Regions from separate parts of the Sus scrofa genome. Here regions 1 and 2 are each linked to region 3. The links are chromatin contacts, called in public HiChIP or PLAC-seq maps. All regions are on one chromosome and are shown on one strand. The core of a region is the stretch at or near the end of the contact, and the rest is flanking DNA. Distances in the headings are between cores, read along the strand shown.

Evidence for each region. HiChIP or PLAC-seq counts read pairs in DNA pulled down with a chosen protein or histone mark.
Region 1: an H3K27ac HiChIP or PLAC-seq map of skeletal muscle shows a contact between it and region 3. The contact joins two enhancer-like sites. A contact is called at or near these places in 4 of 47 Hi-C or Micro-C datasets (alveolar macrophages, embryonic fibroblasts, fibroblasts and 1 more) and 2 of 2 datasets of contacts at active chromatin or transcription factors (alveolar macrophages and skeletal muscle).
Region 2: an H3K27ac HiChIP or PLAC-seq map of skeletal muscle shows a contact between it and region 3. The contact joins two enhancer-like sites. A contact is called at or near these places in 7 of 47 Hi-C or Micro-C datasets (adipocytes, embryonic fibroblasts, fetal liver and 4 more) and 2 of 2 datasets of contacts at active chromatin or transcription factors (alveolar macrophages and skeletal muscle).

The regions. Positions count from the first base shown.
Region 1 is chr7:8,234,956-8,239,021 of Sscrofa11.1, reverse strand. No RefSeq gene overlaps it. Among named protein-coding and RNA genes, the nearest start is that of ADTRP, 77 kb to the left of the region's middle. Within about 2 kb of position 2,266, at least 11 of the 83 cell types and tissues checked have an H3K27ac peak or open chromatin away from gene starts, as enhancers often do. A contact at or near this core is called in liver and skeletal muscle, where this site is marked.
Region 2 is chr7:8,185,860-8,189,746 of Sscrofa11.1, reverse strand. No RefSeq gene overlaps it. Among named protein-coding and RNA genes, the nearest start is that of MIR7136, 53 kb to the right of the region's middle. Within about 2 kb of position 2,231, at least 36 of the 83 cell types and tissues checked have an H3K27ac peak or open chromatin away from gene starts, as enhancers often do. A contact at or near this core is called in skeletal muscle, where this site is marked.
Region 3 is chr7:8,539,008-8,543,411 of Sscrofa11.1, reverse strand. The region is part of intron 2 of HIVEP1 (zinc finger protein 40); the gene reads right to left. Among named protein-coding and RNA genes, the nearest start is that of HIVEP1, 25 kb to the right of the region's middle. Within about 2 kb of position 2,006, at least 11 of the 83 cell types and tissues checked have an H3K27ac peak or open chromatin away from gene starts, as enhancers often do. A contact at or near this core is called in liver and skeletal muscle, where this site is marked.

The DNA of each region.
Region 1 (4,066 bases), core at 1,017-3,516, 300 kb after region 3:
AGCTGCAGACTAAGAGGGCAAATCTTACTAAGTTCACAATGGTTTACCTTGTGGCTACCAAGAAATGACTGGGTGTGTGTGTCTTGACTCTCACCCTCTCTAAGAGAGCCAATCTATGGTTAGAGGACCCAAAATAGAGTAGATGATGACCTCGGCCACTGATGGGTCAGCAAAATTCTGCATACCTTTGACGGAGTGGAAAGAGGAGGCACAGCTGCAACATGCCACACTTTACAATTCAAGTCTTGACCAACTGGCTGGCACTACAGGAATTTAAACTTGCTTTACGGCTGAGGAGAGAAGTTAGTGTTCGTTTGTCACCATTCTTAAGAGAGGAGACAGCAAAGAGAAAAAATGGATTCCACCGGCTCCTAAAGAACTTCAGCAGGACTGAACTTCCCCCAAATTACTTTTCACCCAAACATCTCATCAACCAATCCCAAAGACCCTGAAGTGTTGACTAGAGACTGACACTTTTTGAGGGCAGACTGTGTGGTTTTTTGAGGGCAAGGGTGCATCTTATTCACCACTGTATCCTCCACACATGGCAAGTGCATGATGTACAGTGGACCTTAAATACACGAGCCTCAGACAGATTTAGGTAACATCCTTAATGTCTCATGATGGTATCAGAATTCAAAGTCAGATTAATCCAACCCAAATGCACCAACACTCCATCAGCGGTTTTTATTATTTCCTGATTGATGCCTTTGGAATTTATTTTACATCATGGCCTAGTAAACATATATACACACATACAGACACAGCACACACACACACACACACTTTGGTTTTTTGTTTTTTGGGTTTTTTTTGCTTTTCTAGGGCTGCACCAGCGGCATATGGAGGCTCCCAGGCTAGGGGTCTAATTGGAGCTACAGCTGCTGACCTACACCACAGCTACAGCAATGCAGGATCCAAGCCAAGTCTGCAACCTATACCACAGCTCACGGCCACGCCAGATCCGTAACCCACTGAGTGAGGCCAGGGATCAAGCCCGCAACCTCATGATTCCTAGGCGGATTTGTTTCCACTGTGCCACGATGGGAACTCCATACTTCTAACATGTGTGATAGACTACTTTATTTTCTATCCTATTATTTGAAAGATATTGTGACCATCAAATTGATTTCTCAATCCAACCTCAGGGCAACAATCTATAAGCTGCACAACACTGCATCCTACTGTACTGTAGGATTCATTCATTCACTGAATAAGTAAAGTGCCTACCATGTGTATGGCCCTGGCCACATGCATGCCATGGCCTGAGGACAGGGATGATGGCCATCCCTCAGGCCGCTTGCATCTTTTTATCTTTCATTCTGTTAGCAACTGCTGTGCTCAGACTCGGCTCCTCTGAGGTGTGACAGGAAGAAGAGAAAAAATGCTTCCACTACAAGAGCTTATAAGACCTTCTGCTGAGGCTTAAGCCTGGCCTGAGCCAATATATTTGGTTACACTTTTGGGATTTGTTTTCACTCAACACTTAATTTTATTAAGATTCAAATTATGAAGTTAGATGATGTAGAGTTGGGAAAACAAATACTATATGACTTCTACCTTGCCAGGAATCTGGTACAGGAGTCTGAAAACTCTCAATCTAGGCATGTTTTATTTCATTGAAAATTTTTCTAACTAAATTCTAAAATGCACTCATGTTGATATTTTATGTACATGCATTAATTCAACTTTACCAGTTTTTAAAATCATGGGGTTCAATAAAATTCTACTGTAAAATAAATTGCATTGGCACTGCCTGTATTTTCCTCTGCTAGACTTCCTGCCATCATGACCTTTTAGTGCCCTCACATCACCAAACTAAGAAGAAGAAACCAAGAGATCTGTCTGCAACCAATTCAGTCATAGTCCCCCTGCTCAGCAATGTAGATTTCTAAGTAAGCCCCACATCAAGGGAAAGAAAAGACCTGTTGCAGACTATCCTTCTAGCTTAAAGATGAACCTCTTTCCGCCCCACCTGGGAGCCATCTTAGACCCTAGGCATGGAATACAGGGGTTGCTTATACGACTGGATCAACAATGAAAAGGGAGATTTTGCTGTACATTGTAGTGGATTTAATGAAAATGTCATGTGCACATGAATCTTGGTTCTATGGCTGCTCATTGGGACAGACTGAAAGAAAGCGCAACTTCAGGGGCGGGTGTCCAAGAATGGGAGCCAGCAAAGCTCTCAGCTATTTATGTGTGCATGTGTTTATGTGTGTCACATGGCACTGTACTTGTGCGCTTGAGATCAAAGGGCAGCCAGCCCTTTTTCTCTGGTTGGTGGGTGGAGCTGCTCAGGGCAGGCAGCTCTTTGATTGTGACTTATCACCTTACTGACTCTCATCCTGTCCCTTTCTACATGCCACACTTGTCATTTCACTTTATCTCTCACACAGTCACCCTTGAAAGACCCTCCAAGTACCAGAGGCCTTGGCTCCTAACACAGATCATCATCAGATGAGGCTATTTATCCACTATCTAAATAATCCTAATTAACACTTAGCTAAAACTTTACCATTTCTAAATTTAATTATACTTACAATATAAATTCACTTATGATGCAATAACCCAGAACTACTATATTACTATCTGAATTGGTTTCCTGGGGCTACCATAACAAAAGACCACAAACTAGGTGGATTAAAAACAACAGAAGTTTATCCTCTGACAGTTCTGGAGGCTAGTGGTCTGAAAGCAAGGTGTCAGCATCCTTTGAAGCCTGTAGGGAAGAACCCCTCCTTCTGAGGGTTTTGGGTAATCCTTACCCGATCCCTCCAGTCTCTGCTTCCATCTTCATACGGATTCTGGTTTGCATGTCCCTATATTCCCCTCTCCCTTCTCACATCAAGACACCAGTCATTGGTTTTAGGGCCCACTCTAAGTTCAGGATGATTCCATTTTGATATCCTTAACTAATCACATTTGCAAAGACCCTATTTTCTAATAAGGTCACACTGGGGTGGCAAGTGGACAGTAATATTGGCAGGATGCTATTCAACCCAATACATTATCCCCATTTTACAAATGAGGGGACTGAGGGTCACAGGCCACTGGATATAAAATTGTGGCTTTTAATTCCTCTCTTGTCTGTCTTAAGTCAAGCAGTTACCGATAGTTCATACCGTCTATTGAGCTTCCAGCAAAGATGGCCATTTGCTATCCATTATCTCTAGCTCTTCCCTGTCTGAAAGGCAGACATTATCATCCCAATGTTAAGGATAAAGAACAGGCTTAGTGAGGTTGATGACTCTGCCCAAGGAAAAACTACCCCAGAAAAATGGAGCCCCAGCCCAGTCTGGTCAGCTCAGATACTCCCTTTTCTTTACACCATGTAACTTCTACCAATTTGTTTCTGTCCCCTGTATGATGTCTCCTCAAGGTCAAAATGTTAAACAATTTCATTTTAAAACCTTTGATACAATGTGAGAAAGTGTGGGGCCCCAAGGAACTCACATTGTTGTGGAAAACCCACTTTCTAGAGTCCTAGCAATTCCAGTGGCCACAGAAGTGGGTTAAATGAACACTGGAGGTAAGCAAGGAGCCTCATGTTGGGGAGATGGGGAAGGAAATACAGCTGATCCTTGAACAGGGCTTAGGGGCACCCATCCTCCACACAGTAGAAAATCTGTGTACCATTTATAGTCAGCCCTCCATATCCAAGGTTCTTCTGTGCTCACATCCACAGATGCAACCAATAGCAGATCATGTAGTACTGTCGTACTTACTACAAAAGAATCCATGCAGTTCAGATCTGTGTTGCTCAAGGGTCCACCATAGTATAAAGAGCTGCTGGAGCTGAACACAGCAGAGCTATTCAGCCTTGCCTGCACATTTAGAGTCACCTGGGGAGCTTATGAAAATGTTTATGCCCAATCCCTCCTCAAGAGAGACTGAATTGTTCCAGGCTATGGATGAGGCATTAGGAGTTTTAAAAGCACTTCTAGGTCATTCCAATATGCTGCCAAAGTTGGAGCACTGATATATGGGAATTCTGCTTGAATATTATGTGGAAATGGCAGCAGCAGTTCTGATTGAATATAATACATTTAGCTTGTTTAAAACA
Region 2 (3,887 bases), core at 982-3,481, 350 kb after region 3:
ATGGCCTAGATCAGTAGTATCGCTTTGTGATAGTTGCTCTAAATGGAACAGAATTTTAGCTAGACTGCAAAAGCTGGCTTGGGGTCTGAAAAAAATGAGGTTGCACAGCAAGTGATAAAAAGGGAAAATTGAACCATCCACGATCTCCTTGTGCTTCGTTTCAGCATCTTGTGGGCTCATTGGCCTAGAAGGGGCTGATGGAAGGGTTTGTAGGCTGAGAGACTGGAGTTTAATTGGTTGGTGAAACTCTAGTAAAACTTTGTTTCAAGTCTTTAATTTCACCATACTTCCCTTTTAACAAACTTCAAGGAAATAACTCACCCTGTACTGCAACGGTGTGCTGCCAAAGAGCTACCAAATAAGAAAGGCACATGTTTCCTGAATTTGGGTGAATGAACCACAACACTCACTTAAAAAGCTTTTTTTTACGAGCAGGGAGGACACCCAAGAGGTTTTCCTTCACAGTGTTGTTTTTCTAATGAAAATATTTGGTGCCACCTGCTGGCAAAATCCGCATGAACATCCTAGCAGCCACAGTGTAACTATGTCTTTCAAATGAACTTGGTATGAAAAGCCCTGATACACCTTATTTGGTAAATTTTTTAAGAATATAGAGGATTTAAGTGTCTTACTGAGAAAAATCCCATCTGAGATATCCCACCACTTGGGGCAATTTGTGTTCCTGCCAAGGTCTTTCTCTTAAGTGAAATTTTTCTGTAATATATTTTACACAGAGTTCATTTTTGAGCTAAAAGAGGACAAATGAGAGGAGAAGGAATTGCCCAGAAATCCCTTAGGCTCCTTCCAATCTCTAGCATACTACAATTCAGAAGGTTTGAGAGTGTTTCTGAAGCTAACATTTAATATCTTAAGAAGCCCATGCCAAGCCCATACCAATTTTAACTAGCTGACGTAATTAACGCAAATTATGTTTCAGGGAAATCCACCCCCTTATAAATCAACCATGTTTTAAAATCTCCACATGCATAAGCCATGTGGATGAATAACAAGGAAAAAAAATAATTTTCCTGGAAATGTGTAGGTTGATTAGCAGAGGCAAGCTCTGTGTGCCTCATACTTTAGAGCAACATTCATAGTAAAGGCATCGTTTAGTGTGCTGGCCTTAGGTAGTTTGGTCCTAAGTATCAGTCAGTACAGAAAAACAACAAGACTTAGCAGATTGCTAGTGTTTCATGCACTGGACAGCTTATCACTGGACTTTATCAATCCTTAAGAGAGAACAGCCCCCAGAAACAGCCCGGCAAGAGCCTGAAGTCTCTGAAAAATCTTTTGATTCAAGCCTTTCTTTTTACAGACAAATAAAGGGAGGTCCTAGTGTAGGTGACTTTTCCACGGACCCTTAGCAAGTGAGAGAAGAGCCAGAGATAGACGTGAGGTCTCCTAATTCCAGGCTTTCACTTCTCCCTCCCCCTCAGGCTTGTTATAACTAATGTCTTCCTGTAGGGTGGTGCAAAATACAGAGATGATGGGAGAAGTGGCAAAAGCTACTCGAGTGTATATAATATACGTCACTTAGACTGGATGTCTTTCTCCTTTAAAGAAATAAATAAAGCTCTTAATGTGAAATAAAGGGGGAAGGGAGAAAGCCCTGTCTCAGCTAGGCGGAGGGCGTGCAGCAGAGCAAACGCTGCCCCCCTGTTGTTAAGCATCCACTGTGTGCCCAGATACTTTCACACCTTTTCTTCCAGTACCATGGATATTCTTCAAATAACATGATATGTCCATTTCGTAGTCAACTAATGCTTAGACGGCTAAATTACCCACCACTGTGTGGTCATAAAAGGCAGAACCAGCAGATGAAACCAGGGCTCCTAACCCCAAACCTCATCCTTGTTCAATTCACGAGGCTGCCTTCTCTTAGCAGAACCATAGCTGCAGCCATTCTTATGTGAGACCTGGATAGGAAACCGGGCAGAGGCACAAAACATCCACCTAAGTATGGATGTTCTCCTCCAGGAACCTAAGTAGGTGCTGTTTCCAGTCAGCCAAATTAATACAAAGAGCTACCCCAGGCAGTGTAACCTTGGTAGCTGTTGAGCTCAGCATTTGCCTTTAAATGAGAATTATTGACTCAGGGTGAAACCTTCAGTTCAAGCATGAGTCATGCAGCCTCGCAGACCTCGGTTTGTTTTTAGCCGAGTGCTGGGGGTGTGTGTTCACCAGCAAAGCATGTCGCAGAGGATGTAGACACACACATACACTCATCTGCCTATTACAGCTGCCCCAGGCATCTCTCTCCTGACAGAACAGGGACTGTTTCTGACCCCTACACATCCTTAAGGAATGCGATCTTTGCAGAGATCACGGGCAGGAAATGACCTTGAGGAAAGTCGCTTGATGTCATTCCTTGAATATTCGTCTGTCAGCTCCCAAAACAGGAATGAGGTAGTGAGTGTCTGCTTCAGCTGTACAAACAGGGGCCACCAAAGGATTGCAGGAAAGAAAAGAGCTGGTAATCATTGTAATTTATATGTGGACCAAATATGGAAGCACCAGTAGGAGGCTACTTGGTATTGTGATTCAGATGAACTCAAGCTTAGACCCTGCAGCTGACATTTGTAGGACATTGAACAACATACATAATGTCTCAGTTTTCCCATCTGCTTGGTGGGCCTCAGAGCATAATACAAGTAGTCAGTCCCTGATAAATGCTGCTTCTCATTCTTTATCTCTCCAACCCCCATGATGTGGTCAGAAGTCTCTGGTGCCCACCCGACCCAAGCATTGAGGTCACACTGATGCTAAAACAGAGCAAATCAGCAAGCTTGATGTTTAATACAAAAGTACTTACATCAGATTCTCGAAAGGGTTCATTTTCCCCAAAATGTTTAAGAATCACTACTATAACTTCTTCCTCGCAATACCCAGAACTCTTCCCTTTTCTCCTTGGCAACTGTCATCACTTCAGTCCGTGGCCTCATCACCTCTCCCCAAATACTGCAGCACGTCCTCCCTGCCCCCATGCCTTCAGTCTGCCCCCGCCCCTACCCCCATTCCCCGCACTGCTGCCAGAGCGACTCTGACATGTCAGTGGAAGGCATTGGGTGTTATTGGTTATCTCCCAGCAGCATTCCCCTGCCTGCTTTCAAACAAAGCCTGGATTTTATTCAGGTATGTAACTCCCTTTCCACCCCATGTGGATGAACACTGCCCCTGCCTCCGTCTCCTTAAGTGAGCCTGATTGGTCTGAGTCAACCTGTTGGCCGTACCAGTGACTAGTTTAGTATTGGTCCACATCTCAACCATGTGTGAGGAAAGGGTTTTGGCTATTTCTTGAAATGTTCCCCATCATTCTTATCTACAGGCCACAAAGCATGCATTACTCAGTCCCTGTACGGTCCCTCTGCCTCGTTCATTGACATGTGTCGGTGCCCCACTTGAGACTGTAAGCTCATGGAATACACCTTTTCAACCCATTCCCAATACAATAGGGCGTATGGTAGGCTCTAGGAGATAAAGAGACAAAGATCCTAGCTCACAATTAAAAATACGTATATGTCCACTTGGTGGTCATGTTTGGCTACAGATTCTCATGTTGTAGTTGTTTTCCTAGAACATGATGCCAGGCCAGAATCCATCCTTCTTTTCTAATTAGGAAATGGTTCCTAAGTGATTATATGGCCACAACAAATCAAGGTTTTAGGACGCCAAAGACAGACAGACTTTCAACACCCTGTGTTCTCAGCAGAGACAATATCATGTACGGGCTGAGTCATCAAAATCAACAAGACAGGTAGTCGAAAGGATCCTGGTAACACCTGTGGGAGAATAAAGTAGATGTAAGATAAAAGGTCCACTCACCAAAATCATTAAATTAAAAATCCTGCCTATCCTTATACTGTCCAGAGGACAAATGAGCAGCATTG
Region 3 (4,404 bases), core at 757-3,256:
TCAAATGGCCCTTCCCTGCCTGTGTATACGTATTTATGTATGTGTTCTAAGAATACTTCCAAAATTGTGTTACAAAACAAGATTCACTTGAGAAACAGATTTTAATACCAACTTCGCTGGCATGCACACAAGCCCACAGAGCAAGGGATATGTGAAAAGTAAAATGCACTGTATGCAACGTCTCACTGGAATTAGATCTACCTCGATTTACCCATAAATGGATCTAGATTTATCCGTAAATGGATCTCGATACTCCACTTCTCTGAACTGTTACTATTTCATTAAAAAAGAAGAAGAAAAGCATGAGTGCCATTCTTTCCTAAAACACTAATGCACCATAGATTTGAAAAGGCTAAAGTAAGACATTATTTAAAAGCTACTTTGTCTCCACTTTGAGTGAATGCTATAGGCCGAATTCTGTGGGACAAATCTGGATACTTTGGGAAAGCTTAAGCTGTGATTCTACTGAACAGATAAACTACACAATTTATTTTATTTTTCAAATACCTTGAGAATATACTCGACAGCTTTCACCGTCACTGATTAAACTCAAAGACCAATCTGAGCCAGGGCCACAGACCTGTCTGGACTCACACACAGACTCTGCTACACACACACACACACACACACACACACACACACACACACACACACACACACACACACACACACACACCACACACACTTGACTGAACTGAAAATAATAACATCCCCATCCATGAGGTGTCAGTAGTTCTTCATGTATCTGGTACCAAGGGCTTGATTCACAGAAATGGTATTTTTCCTAAATTTCACACGTGTCCAACTCCCGCCTTTACTGGAATTGTTTTTCCAGGATATTTTCATTGAGATCCTGCACTTTTAGGGCTTTTCCAGCGACACGTCAGGTCAGATGCCCACACGCAGCCGGGCCCAACTGTCAAGTGGAGCAACCGCATCAAGTGTCCAGGCTGCTCCCCTTAACCACACCTCTTACCACTGAATTCCCCTTTCCTCCTTTGCAGGCTCCCACAATGAAAGAAAATCGGGAAAAAAAAGAGAGGAAAAAATCTGTATACGTAGGTTTTCTATACTAAATGGGACCTGGAGAATTAGTTCAAAATAAAACAGGAAGTAAAGAGGATTTCTTAAGGCTTGGGGGGTAGCTTCCCACTGAACCAGAAAGCACTGTCCACCTTCCCAGAGGCCCCTGACAGCTCCAGGGGCCCATGGCCTGACCACTTTGCACCTGTTACTACTGGGGCCTAGTCTGCCTGTCCCTCTTGAACCACAGGGTCGTGGGGGCTGCATTCGGTCCAGAGCCCTCAGGGGGCATGGCACTTTGCATGCTTATTCATCAAATGTTCCCTGAGCACATGGGACAAAATAGCCAATCTACACAGAACAGAAAGTCCAAACCTTTACTTCATCTAATAAAATTCTCCTACAATTTTTATCGTGGTTACTGCTGTCAAAAATATGATATTTAAAGCCTGAAGGGAAAAAAATAATCATTTTTATAAACCCATTAAAGGCCTGTCTCAAGAGACATATTTGTATTAGTGTTTAAGAGAAGCCACATGAGAAGTTCCCGCTGTAGTGCAGTGGGTTAAGAACCCGACTGTAGCAGCTCAGGTCACTTTGGAAGTGCGAGCTCGATCCCGGGCCTGGCGCAGTGGGTTAAAGGATCTGGCATTGCTGCAGCTGGGGCACAGGTCACAGCTGTGACTCACATTCAATCCCTGGCCTGAGAAATTGCATATGCTATGGGTGTGGCCATAAAATTAAAAAAAAAAAAAAAATAGAAGCTACATGAAAATATAACTCTGTCTTTTACTCCTGCAACAAAGGCAGGTGCTAAAGGACCATGTAATATTTACAAAATCCATTATTTAACTACAGAACTTGGCCGTATCACGTATGCACAGGTATGCAGGTTGTTAAACCGGACCTCGCCCCAGTCAGCAGAGGGCTGTATTTGTACATGCGAGGGGCCTGCCTGCAAAGTGTCCGCCTGGTCCTGTCCACGCTGAGGCCAGTGACCTCCTGATCTCACATCACAATAAAGGAGCTCTGAAGCCTGACTTCCTCTCTTTCTACATTCTGCAATGTCACTAATTCAAAATTTATAGCTCTCCGAGTACTTTAAGAGTTACTCTTGACAAAAACATTATCCACAACAAACACATTCTTTGGAAGAAAATTACAGGATTCTAAGAAGAGGCAGTGTCTAGAAATTTAATTTTTAATAAACTTAATAAAAAGCATTACAAACTATTCTAGGCGTAAGGCACCCTGCCAGAGTTAAGTAAATTGTTAAGAGAAATTGTTAACTCTTCATTTCTATGAAATCGTATGGAAGTATGGCTGCTTACATTAAGAGCACGTGGCTATGCCAGAGTCCAATCTCATCCTCTCTGAACCAAAGATGACACTAAAACCCGATGTACCCCGAGTCACCGCTTCCTCCTTATTAATGACAATATTGTAGAACGGAGCCTCTGAGGTTGACCAGCGTGAGCTCTGGTCCAGTAAGATCCGAGAAGATGTCTCCGTAAAAGCCTCTGATAATCTCTACCAGAGACTTTGTCTGCCCTTTCCAACTGCGTCCTGAGAATGACCAGATAACAATCCACTGTCTTTATACTTTAAAGACCTCCCAACAAAATAGTCTTACATATATATATATATATATGTATATATATAAGCTCATTCACTACTAAGTGGCTGTAAAAAGTTTCATGGTAACTTACAAACATGTAAAATTTAGATTTTAGGAAAGAAATTGCTATGAAACACCAGGAACATCTGGATATCTGATAAGAGAAGTTAATCAAAATGCACTCTGAAAAAAATACACTGTATGCCTTGATGACCATATAAATACCAAAATTATCCAATAAAAGGAGAAAAAAACTAAATAAAGCAAGAAGCAGATACTCTGACTTAAAAAAAAAAAAAACTTACCAAAACTACATCCCCGACCCCAAACCTGCTGGGTGTGTACACTAACATTTACTGAACACCTACTATGTATCAGGTCTTCCATCCATGTTATCTTTAATCTTCACAATAACTCATCAGGTAGCTGTTATTATCCACATTTTAAGGTGAGCAAGCAAAGGCTCAGAGGGATTAAATAACACTCTGTAAATCACAGACCTAGTAAGTCGCAGAATCAGGGTTCAACCCCAATTCCACAGCCCCAAACTTGCAAGCCCTTGCTTTTCCTTTTTTTCCAACTAAACTACACTTTCAGTGATAGAAGCTTTGATGTACTTATCAGTAGGCTAGTATTTCTATGAGTAGTACGGATTTAAAATATCAATAATAGGAGTTCCCACAGTGGTGCAGCGGAAACGAATTTGACTATGAACCATGAGGTTTCAGATTTGATCCCTGGCCTTGCTCAGTGGGTTAAGGATCTGGTGTTGCCATGAGCTGTGGTGGAGGTCGCAGACACAGCTTGGATCTGGTGTGGCTGTGGCTCTGGCGTAGGCTGGCAGCTACAGCTCCAATTGGACCCTTAGCCTGGGAACCTTCATATGTCACAGGTGTGGCCCTAAAAAGACAATGAAATAAAATAAAAATAAAATAAAATAAAATATCAATAACAGCTACAATGGTATCCTAAAACCAAAATCATCTCACCTTTCCTATCTTTCATTTTTATTTTTTAATTTTTTTTTAACAGCTGAACCTGCAACATATGGAAGTTCCTAGACTAGAAGCTGAACTGGAGCTGCAGCTGTAGACTACACAAAGCCATAGCAGTGCCAGATCCTTGCATGCATCTGTGACCTACACTGTAGCCTCTGGCAATGCCAGATCCTTAACTCACTGAGCAAGATGAGGATGGAACCCACATCCTCATGGACACTATGTTGGGTTCTTTACCCACTCAGCCACAATGGGAACTCCTCACTTTTCCTTAGTATGTATGTATGTATGTATGTATGTATGCATGTCTTTTTAGGACTGCACTCTTCGCATAGGGAGGTTCCCTGGCTAGGGGTCAAATCGGAGCTGTAGCTGCTGGTCTATACCACAGACACAGCAACATGGGATCCAAACTATGTCTGTGACCTACACCACAGCTCAAGGCAACACCAGATCCTTAACCCACTGAGCGAGGCCAGGGATTGAACCCCGGTCCTCATGGATACTAGTCGGGCTTAATAACCACTGAGCCATGACAGGAACTCCCACTTTTCCGTATCTTTTAAAAAGCAACTCGATTTTCAGCCAACTCACTGGGTATCTATGAGCAGTCGAGCAGAAGCTTTCCAAAATGCATTGTGCAACCTGATGTACACAAGGCCCAGGGTCGTGCCTGCCACAGGGGGACACTCACAACACTTCCAGAGGAAATGCAGCAATCACAAAATGAGACATCAATAAATCCTCTCCCTCAACACAACTTTT